2 separate regions of the Hordeum vulgare genome follow, and region 2 is linked to region 1. Evidence: chromatin contacts called from public Hi-C data. All regions are on one chromosome and are shown on one strand. The core of a region is the stretch at or near the end of the contact, and the rest is flanking DNA. Distances in the headings are between cores, read along the strand shown. Region 1 holds the start of LOC123398982 (heavy metal-associated isoprenylated plant protein 20-like). Region 2 has its middle 11 kb from the start of LOC123396895.

Region 1 (4,252 bases), core at 226-2,725:
TTCCATTCCTGCATCACTTTGAAACATTCCCGCCATACTTATGACAAGGCTGACATCAGGTCTTGTGCACAACATTGCATACATGATAGAGCCTATGGCTGAAGCATAGGGGACGACACTCCTCCACCGCCCGTCCCATCACGACGCGCCGCGGGTTGCTGGAACGAGCCGAACTAAATTTTTGCCACGCACGACTGGTATACGAAAGGTCACTCGGAAGTTGAACGTTTTGCTGTAGTGGATCCCCATCCCGACTTGCGACGTGCACCGTAGGCCGGGAGAGCAGGCCTCCGAAACTCCGTCTCTTCGAGTCCTGTACGAGAGAAGGGCGATAAGGTTTTTGGGGAGCGCTCAGTGCGACTACTGGCTTTCATCACGGACACCGACGATCTCTTCCCGGACGACGACTTCTTCCCCGACGTCGACCACCTCTTCGGTAACATGGCAAACGGCAACGTCAACACCAACCCTACTGCTGCTGCAACTCAGTACGTGCTCATGTTCTTTTTCTTTGAGTTTCTGTCGCAACTACTTGCTCTAGTTTCACTTCTAGATATGTTTTATTTCTGCTCATTCTTTCATATGTTGTCTTCTGTATATAGAACGATTATACATATGATCTTTTCTAGATCATATGTGCACATGTCTTTTGTCATCTTATCTTTATATTGCATGTCTTGTTTCATCTTTAGTATGATGGTCATATTTTTCCTAGCTTTTCTTTCAATAAAATCCTATGGTAAATTGTTCATATTTCTAACATGATGTACCCTAAAAAATCTCACTACGATAAGGCATCCCATCTTTCCAATAGGTAGCCGCGCATATGGAGCAGAGAAATTTGTGATATGCACACGCCATTCATGCATCTAGCGTTGAACTTGAAAGGAGCAGCGAAGGCAGACGCAAGTATAATATAAAGTGGGAACAGATGTACGAATCCTAAAGTGTAAACTGAAAGCAGATGAGAGAAGTGGAGAACCTTGCAAAGAGGCTGAAAACTACGGCGCGATAGAAGCCCGAGAAGGAATATATCAATCAACATCGTACTGTAACGTGAAAGACCCAGCGCATCAGTGAAGAACACACTACGTACTAACCTGGCGATCACCATTTTATGCCATAGATTTTAATTAGTGCATAATTTTGGCAAGTAGCTAGATCATAAGTCAAGATTTGAATTCGGATTAGGTATGTTAGCCCTTTCAGAATGATCCGAAGAATATGATTCGATAGAAAAGCAATCCATTTCTATGGCAAGACTTTTTATCCCCTTGTCTTGATTGAGTGCATGATTGAGGTGTTGTCACGCTCGGGGCACCTTGTGATGGATGGAGCTGCGGGGGGCAGGGCATGTCCCATCCTGGGAAAAGAAACGCTTGCCCAACACACTCTATTTAGTCCGAAATCTCAGAGGTTTAATCACTCTCATTGTGTCCTCTAGTAGCATCGATATAGACTTGCACCAACCCTAACCATGCAGGATTAGGCGTGCTGTCCTTGTCTCTCCTCCTTCTCCTGGGTATATATATGACCCCATCCATCGCCTAAGGTTCTGTACTTGGTCTTCGCAGTACAGACAAGCGCAAGAGCGGTTCGTCAATTCGTCTTGCTGGAAGCAAAAGTTGAGTTAGATCAGATCGATCATGGGCGCCTTGGATCACCTCTCCCGTCTCTGCAACTTGACACACACAAGGGAAGCCATCAGGATCAAGAAAAGGCGGCCACTGACGGTGAGGATTGTGGAATTCTCAGGCACGCTCGTGTTCTCTTTTTTGGTGTAGGTTTGTTTGTTCATGCTTCATCGGTCGGAAGCAGTTCCATCTTCCGAAGATGGTCTTCTGATCTTGTGAAGGGATCGATATGTTTTGTTGTTGTTGTCGTCGTCATTTTTGATAATCGAGCTGCCACATACGTGTGATTAAATGGAGTTTCTTCAATCTATCTGCAGACGGTGAACATCAAGGTGAAGCTGGACTGTGATGGCTGCGAGAGGAGGGTCAGGAACGCCGTCAAATCGATTCGGGGTAAATATACACACAGTCACGGATATCGATCTCAAACGTCAAACCAAGCGATATTCTTTTGAAAGTAGTATACTTTTCATATTTTTATATAGCCTCGCCATAACCTTTTAGCTTGTGTCGTTAAATAGTTTCATGCACTATAGTCCGCTAATAGCTCGTTATAGCTCTGTTCTAGTTGATTTGAAAGACGCTAATTCAAACACTGACTTTTTTTTGGATAGAAAATATAGAGGTTAGTAATCCCTTTGCGATCCATATTAATTAACACTGTTTTAGTACAACTTTGTATGTATCAAATATGCGTCAATTAGTATGGATCGAAGGGAGTACATATATATATATATATATATATATATATATATTCATTTGATGAATACATCTGTGGATGCCGAAGGTGTGACGACGGTGGTGGTGAATCGCAAGATCAACAAGGTGACGGTGACGGGGTACGTGGAGCCTCGCAAGGTGCTGGCGAGGGTGAAGCGCACCGGGAAGACGACGGCGGATATGTGGCCGTACGTGCCCTACTCGGTGGCCACCTACCCCTACGTTGGCGGCTCCTACGACAAGAAGGCGCCGGCGGGACTGGTCCGCAACGTGCCGCAGGCCATGGCTGACCCGGCCGCGCCGGAGGTCAAGTACATGAACATGTTCAACGACGAGGACGTTAACGCTTGCACCGTCATGTGATTCCATCATCTTCACTCCAGCCACTCCATGCCTAGATTACTAGAGGTATATCGGTCTTCTCGCAGCGCGCGCTGGGGAAAAATGGTACCAAGATGAACTTGTGCATGCATGTACGGTGCTGATGGGTGATGTATAGAGCCATAAATCAAAACGATGCACATGCTCATCTACACCGGGTAAACAATATACACTAATAATAATAGTAATAACGTTTTAAAAAAGTCTGATCTTTTTGGGAACCCAAGATGCTCATGTGCGCAGGGCACGTGTAAATTTCGTGGTTTTCGGAAATCTGAGAAGCAAAGAAACAAAATCAGCTCCGAATAATACTTTTTTTAAAAGTTTCTTAGAGAACCAATATTTTCCTTTTTGGCACGAGCTTCTTAGATGTCCAAACACTGCGAAATATTGCATGCACCTCGTGCACATGAGCAGCTTCGATGAATAGAATTTTCAGTTTTTTTGTTGGATTTTTCTACTTTTTTTGTTTGAATTTTCCGTTTACATCCGAGGTGTAGATAAGCCTGAGTTACAACTTTATGCCACCGCTTTATGATCTTGGATATATACATCCCTGTCAAGTCTCGATCCTTCTTTTCTGTCCTACCTGATCATCGTTACCTTTCCTTTTTCTTTCTTTCTTACAAAGGGGAAAGCATGTAAAATTGAATCTTTCAACTTTTGATTGTCAAAAAAGATTGTTCCAATTCACTGTCAGCATACAGTTCTGACCATCCACCTATTCTATTTTTTTGAGAAAAGGATGCAAAAGTTTCGCCTTATCAATTGATTAAGAAAAAAATTACTCAGTTAATTAACAAAAAAAATAATACAAACGAAGCATGGACTAACTATTCACATGACAAGAAACCTCATAACCGCACCGACGAACCCGTCATATTCTTTGATTACACAACACCCACAAAAGTCAGACATCTACTACGTCATGTGATACTACGCCATGTGACTACCGACAAAAACACCTCGATGGAAAACATCAGACATCTTCCAATACAACAAGGGCTTAAAAAATAACACGCAAAATAGATGTGCTACCAGCAAGGGTGAATCTAAGCTTAAAAAATGAAACAATTTTTTTAGATGAATAAATTTATTTTCTTGTGCAATAGTTGTGGGTAGTAATCGACTTTTCCCAAAAGGAGGGAAAACACCGCTTCATTAATCCACACCATAGCATACCTGTTACTAATTTTTAACAAACATGACTTATCGTTTGATGCAAAAGCCAGGGATAAACCCCTCCTTTTTCTAAAAAAATCTAGTCTGAACTTAATAAATATGGTTATGTAACCCGCAAAAAAGAGAGAGGCTATCTGTATCCTGAACCTGCCGACTCTCCTTGCTTGTGCCTATAGAAACTCCAATTTATTCTATTTGATGTGTGAAGTCACCTGCCGACTCTCCTTGCTTGTGACATTTTCTTCACTATAAACACAACACACACGAAAGTTAGTAACTCGAGCCCTCGAAATTTGTTTGGAAAATCGATATGACAACCAACCAAGGCATTTCAC
Region 2 (3,748 bases), core at 483-2,982, 63 kb after region 1:
TGGGCACCCAGACCCCACCATCCACCGCCTGCTTCCCCATCACAGCCTCATCCCACCGCGAGGTGTCATCAGATCCGGAGGCGACATTGGAAGTATATGAGTTGTTGTTGCCGTCGTCCTGCTTCCACGAGAACTTGCTCCGGTCTCCACCACGGCCACCGCCCCGTCCAGTAGCAGGACCGGGCCCGCGAGCACCACGACCAGGCTCCCCCCGTCGATCTCCACGAAAGCCTCGATCTCCATCCCCCATCGCAGGAGTAGACGCAGCCACCGCCGCGAAGGATCGCAGATCTCCTCCAACCTTCCCTCTCCACCAACCGAAGGAATCGCTCGCTCTCGATCTAGGGTTTCTTGGCTGCGCCGACCAGAAGTGGGAGAATGCTTCCTCTAGGTCAAGCCGCGGCGCGATGGGGGCTTTTATACTTCCATTTGAGCCAAAACATGCGCTCCGATCCCCTCCCACGTGTCGCCCATCCGCCATTGGTGCACTGTTGGGGGCAGGACCCGCATCGGCCCCACCTGTCGGAGCATCACCCCCACCCACCGTTCCCCACCTCCTGGCTGACGCCGTATCCACGGCCGCCCTCACCGGAGCCCCAATCTCCGACAGCCGGTCCCGAATTCTCGCAAAATAGCAGGGAACGCCACCATGTCGCCAATATCTAGGGTTTCCCCTTCCCGAAGGCATCGCGCATCAATGGTAACCCCTCTCGCATCCCTCAGAACTAACCTGAGAGCCTTCCGTCGTAGGAGCAGCTCGCCGTCGGCAAACCGGAGCTGTCGCGAGCCGATATCGGCGGCGAAGGAGAACACAGTTCAGTTGACAATTTTTGAAACTGGAACATGTTTTGAACTTATGTACACTTTTTAAAACTGGAACATTTTTCTAACTTACGCATATTTTTTGAAATGGCAAATATTTTTTAGAAAATGAAAAATATTTTTAAACTTCCCGAACATTTTGAAATTATGAATAATTTTATAATCGGCGAACAAAATTTAAACAAGTTTTGAATTTGTGAACAAATTATTCAAAAAAGAGAAACATTTTTTGTAAAACAGGAACATTTTTTATTAAAATGTGAAAAGAAAAACATTTTTTGAAAAATTGTGAACAATTTATGAGAAAAGGAACATTTTTTGAAAAATCATCCAGTTTTTTGTATACGAGAACAATTTACATTTTTCAAAAGATGAATACATTTTGGAAGCAGGAACATTTTTTTGAAGCACAGACATTTAAATATAAACTGTGAATACAAGAACATTTTTTGAAATTCAAAACTAAATTATTAAATGTGAAACAGAAATTAGGAAAAGGACAAAGGAACAAAAGTGAAGGAAGAAACTAAAAATGAAACAATAATGTTTTTTGAAAAAACATTTTTTAAAAGTGTGAACATTTTTGGAAAATGTCGTACATTTTTCGGAAATCCCGAATTTTTTGAAGCTATGAATGTTTTTGAGTAACGGCAAATATTTGAAATTTAGAGCATTTTTATAAAATCAAGAACATTTTGTAAATTTGAAGAATTTTTTTAAAACATGAACTTAGGTTAAAAAATAACCATAGAAAAAAAGGAAAAACAATAAACAAAAGCAGAAAAAGCAAAAAAAGAAAAAAAAGAAACAGAAAAAAGGACAAAAGGAATGAAGCAGAAACCAGAACTGCGTGTAGAGGGAGATGGACCGGCCGAGTTTCTCGCACCCCTGTGCATTTGGCCGACTATTTGACGCAAAGAGCGTCAAATATGGTTTTCCACGGAACCGTGCATCACCTGGGCGAGCCGTAGATTGTCACATGCGAGGAGGCGATTGTCACGGAGCTGAGGTCGTGGCGTGCCTAGTGGAAGGTGGTCGCATGTCGTCCGTGGAGCGAGGAGCAGCAGAGCGCGTGCGTGCGCATGGTGCGTTCGCATCTGCGGCAACCGATCACGAGGAGGATCTGGTCTCCTAGTGCCGAACCGATCCCGAGGCAAATCTCTCTTCTATCTCAGGATACGTGTGTTATGGTCCGAGATTTGCACTGGTAGCGACATTTTCAGCAGCATTTTCCTAGTTTTTTTTCTCATGTTTCATCAAAACACATCTCATGCATCCCATTAGTGGGATTAGTCAACAATTGATCATCAATATTGTTTCCCCCTTGATCAAAACTGGTGAGATGAGGTGGTAAAAGGAGAATTTCTTTGCGAAAAAGGGCACCGACATTAGGATGAAAATCCGCAAAGGGAGATTTGGTTTCATCAACGATAACATCACGATAGACATAGACACGACCCGTGAAGACATCTAGGCATTTAACACCCTTGTGTTGGGCGCTATAGCCAAGAAATAGACATTGTTTGGAGTGAAACATGAGCTTGCAATTATTGTAAGGACGGAGATTGGGCCAACATGCACACCCAAAAACACGAAGAGATGTACAATCTGGTTTGGTATGAAGTAGTCTTTCTACCGGAGTGTCATTGTTAATAACACGACTAGAAAGCATATTTATGATATGAACGTCAGAGAGGAAAGCTTCATCCCAAAATTTGAGAGGCATGGAAGCTCCTGCTAAGAGTGCAAGCCCAACTTTAACAATGTGTCTATGCTTACGTTCGACCGAGCCGTTTTGTTTGTGAGCATGAGGGCATGACACATGATGTGAGATGCCAAGAGTTTGGAAGAAGGAGTTCATTTTTTCATACTCCCCTCCCCAATCAGATTGAACAACAATGATTTTGCTGTCAAACTTGCGTTCAACAAGAGCTTGAAAGTTTTTAAAAACTTGAAACACATTGGATCTTTTCTTAAGAAGATAGATTCAGGAGAATTTGTTATAGTCATCAATGAAGCTCACATAATAGGTATGTCTACCAACAGAGGTAGGGGCAGGGCCCCAAACATCACAGAAAATTAACAGCAATGGTTCGGTGGAGATACTAGTAGAAATTGATAGGATAATTGATGACTCTTAGTTTGTTGACATGAATCACAAATAGTTTCAATATGACGCTCACCAACAGACGGGATCTTATTTTTCCTAAGTAACCTTTCAACTAATTAAATAAAAACAAGCATGTCCTAATCGATCGTGCCATCGTGTTGACAAAATTTTGACAACACCATAGACTTCTTTATTGAACCTCCTATGCTCTGGGATCAACGGGTAAAGCCCTTGAACACATCTACCTCGATAAAGGATTTTCTTCGCTACTCAATCCTTGATAAAAAAGAAATAAGGACGAAATTCGAGGAAAACATGATTATCAATGGCAATTCTATGAACTCAGAGGAGATTCTTATTGGCACTAGGAACATGCAGAATTTTCTTGAAGTGAAGTTTACGATAAGGGGTACTACTACTTGAATAACCAATGTGACGTATTTTCATACCTTCTCCAGTGGCGGTGTGGATCTGATCTTTTCCACGGTACTTGTCCTTCATGGTTACCTTCTCTAGCTCGCTGGTGATATGGTTTGTGGCACCATTGTCGACGAACCAATTGGTGTAGATCCCATAGGAGCCATCAGCACCCACGGGAACACTGTCCTCATCTTGGGATGAGTCACCGTCTTCCTCGTAACGGTACCAGCAGTCCTTCGCAGTGTGGCCTGGTTTACCACAAATTTGACAACGTGGGGTATCCGTGCGTGACTTGCTAGTGCCACCGCCACGACGTCCCTTGTTGCTGCACCCGCCGCCACGTCCTTGCCCGCCGCCGTTCCCGCTACCGCAGGACCGCCCCTTGTTACGGGGAGG

The links. A called contact is a pair of places that touch in the nucleus more often than the background predicts.
Region 2: a contact with region 1 is called in a Hi-C map of leaf, with 2.2 times the contacts expected there. The contact joins the enhancer-like site here to the promoter of LOC123398982 in region 1. A contact is called at or near these places in 2 of 6 Hi-C or Micro-C datasets (both in leaf).

Annotation. Positions count from the first base shown.
Region 1 is chr5H:464,140,631-464,144,882 of MorexV3_pseudomolecules_assembly, forward strand. LOC123398982 (heavy metal-associated isoprenylated plant protein 20-like) reads left to right here and starts at 1,476. Exons shown (of 3, transcript XM_045093421.1): 1 at 1,476-1,733; 2 at 1,952-2,027; 3 at 2,422-2,887. The coding sequence starts at 1,647. The coding sequence ends at 2,717.
Region 2 is chr5H:464,203,654-464,207,401 of MorexV3_pseudomolecules_assembly, forward strand. No RefSeq gene overlaps it. Among protein-coding and RNA genes, the nearest start is that of LOC123396895, 11 kb to the right of the region's middle. Within about 2 kb of position 1,733, at least 1 of the 3 cell types and tissues checked has open chromatin away from gene starts, as enhancers often do. A contact at or near this core is called in leaf, where this site is marked.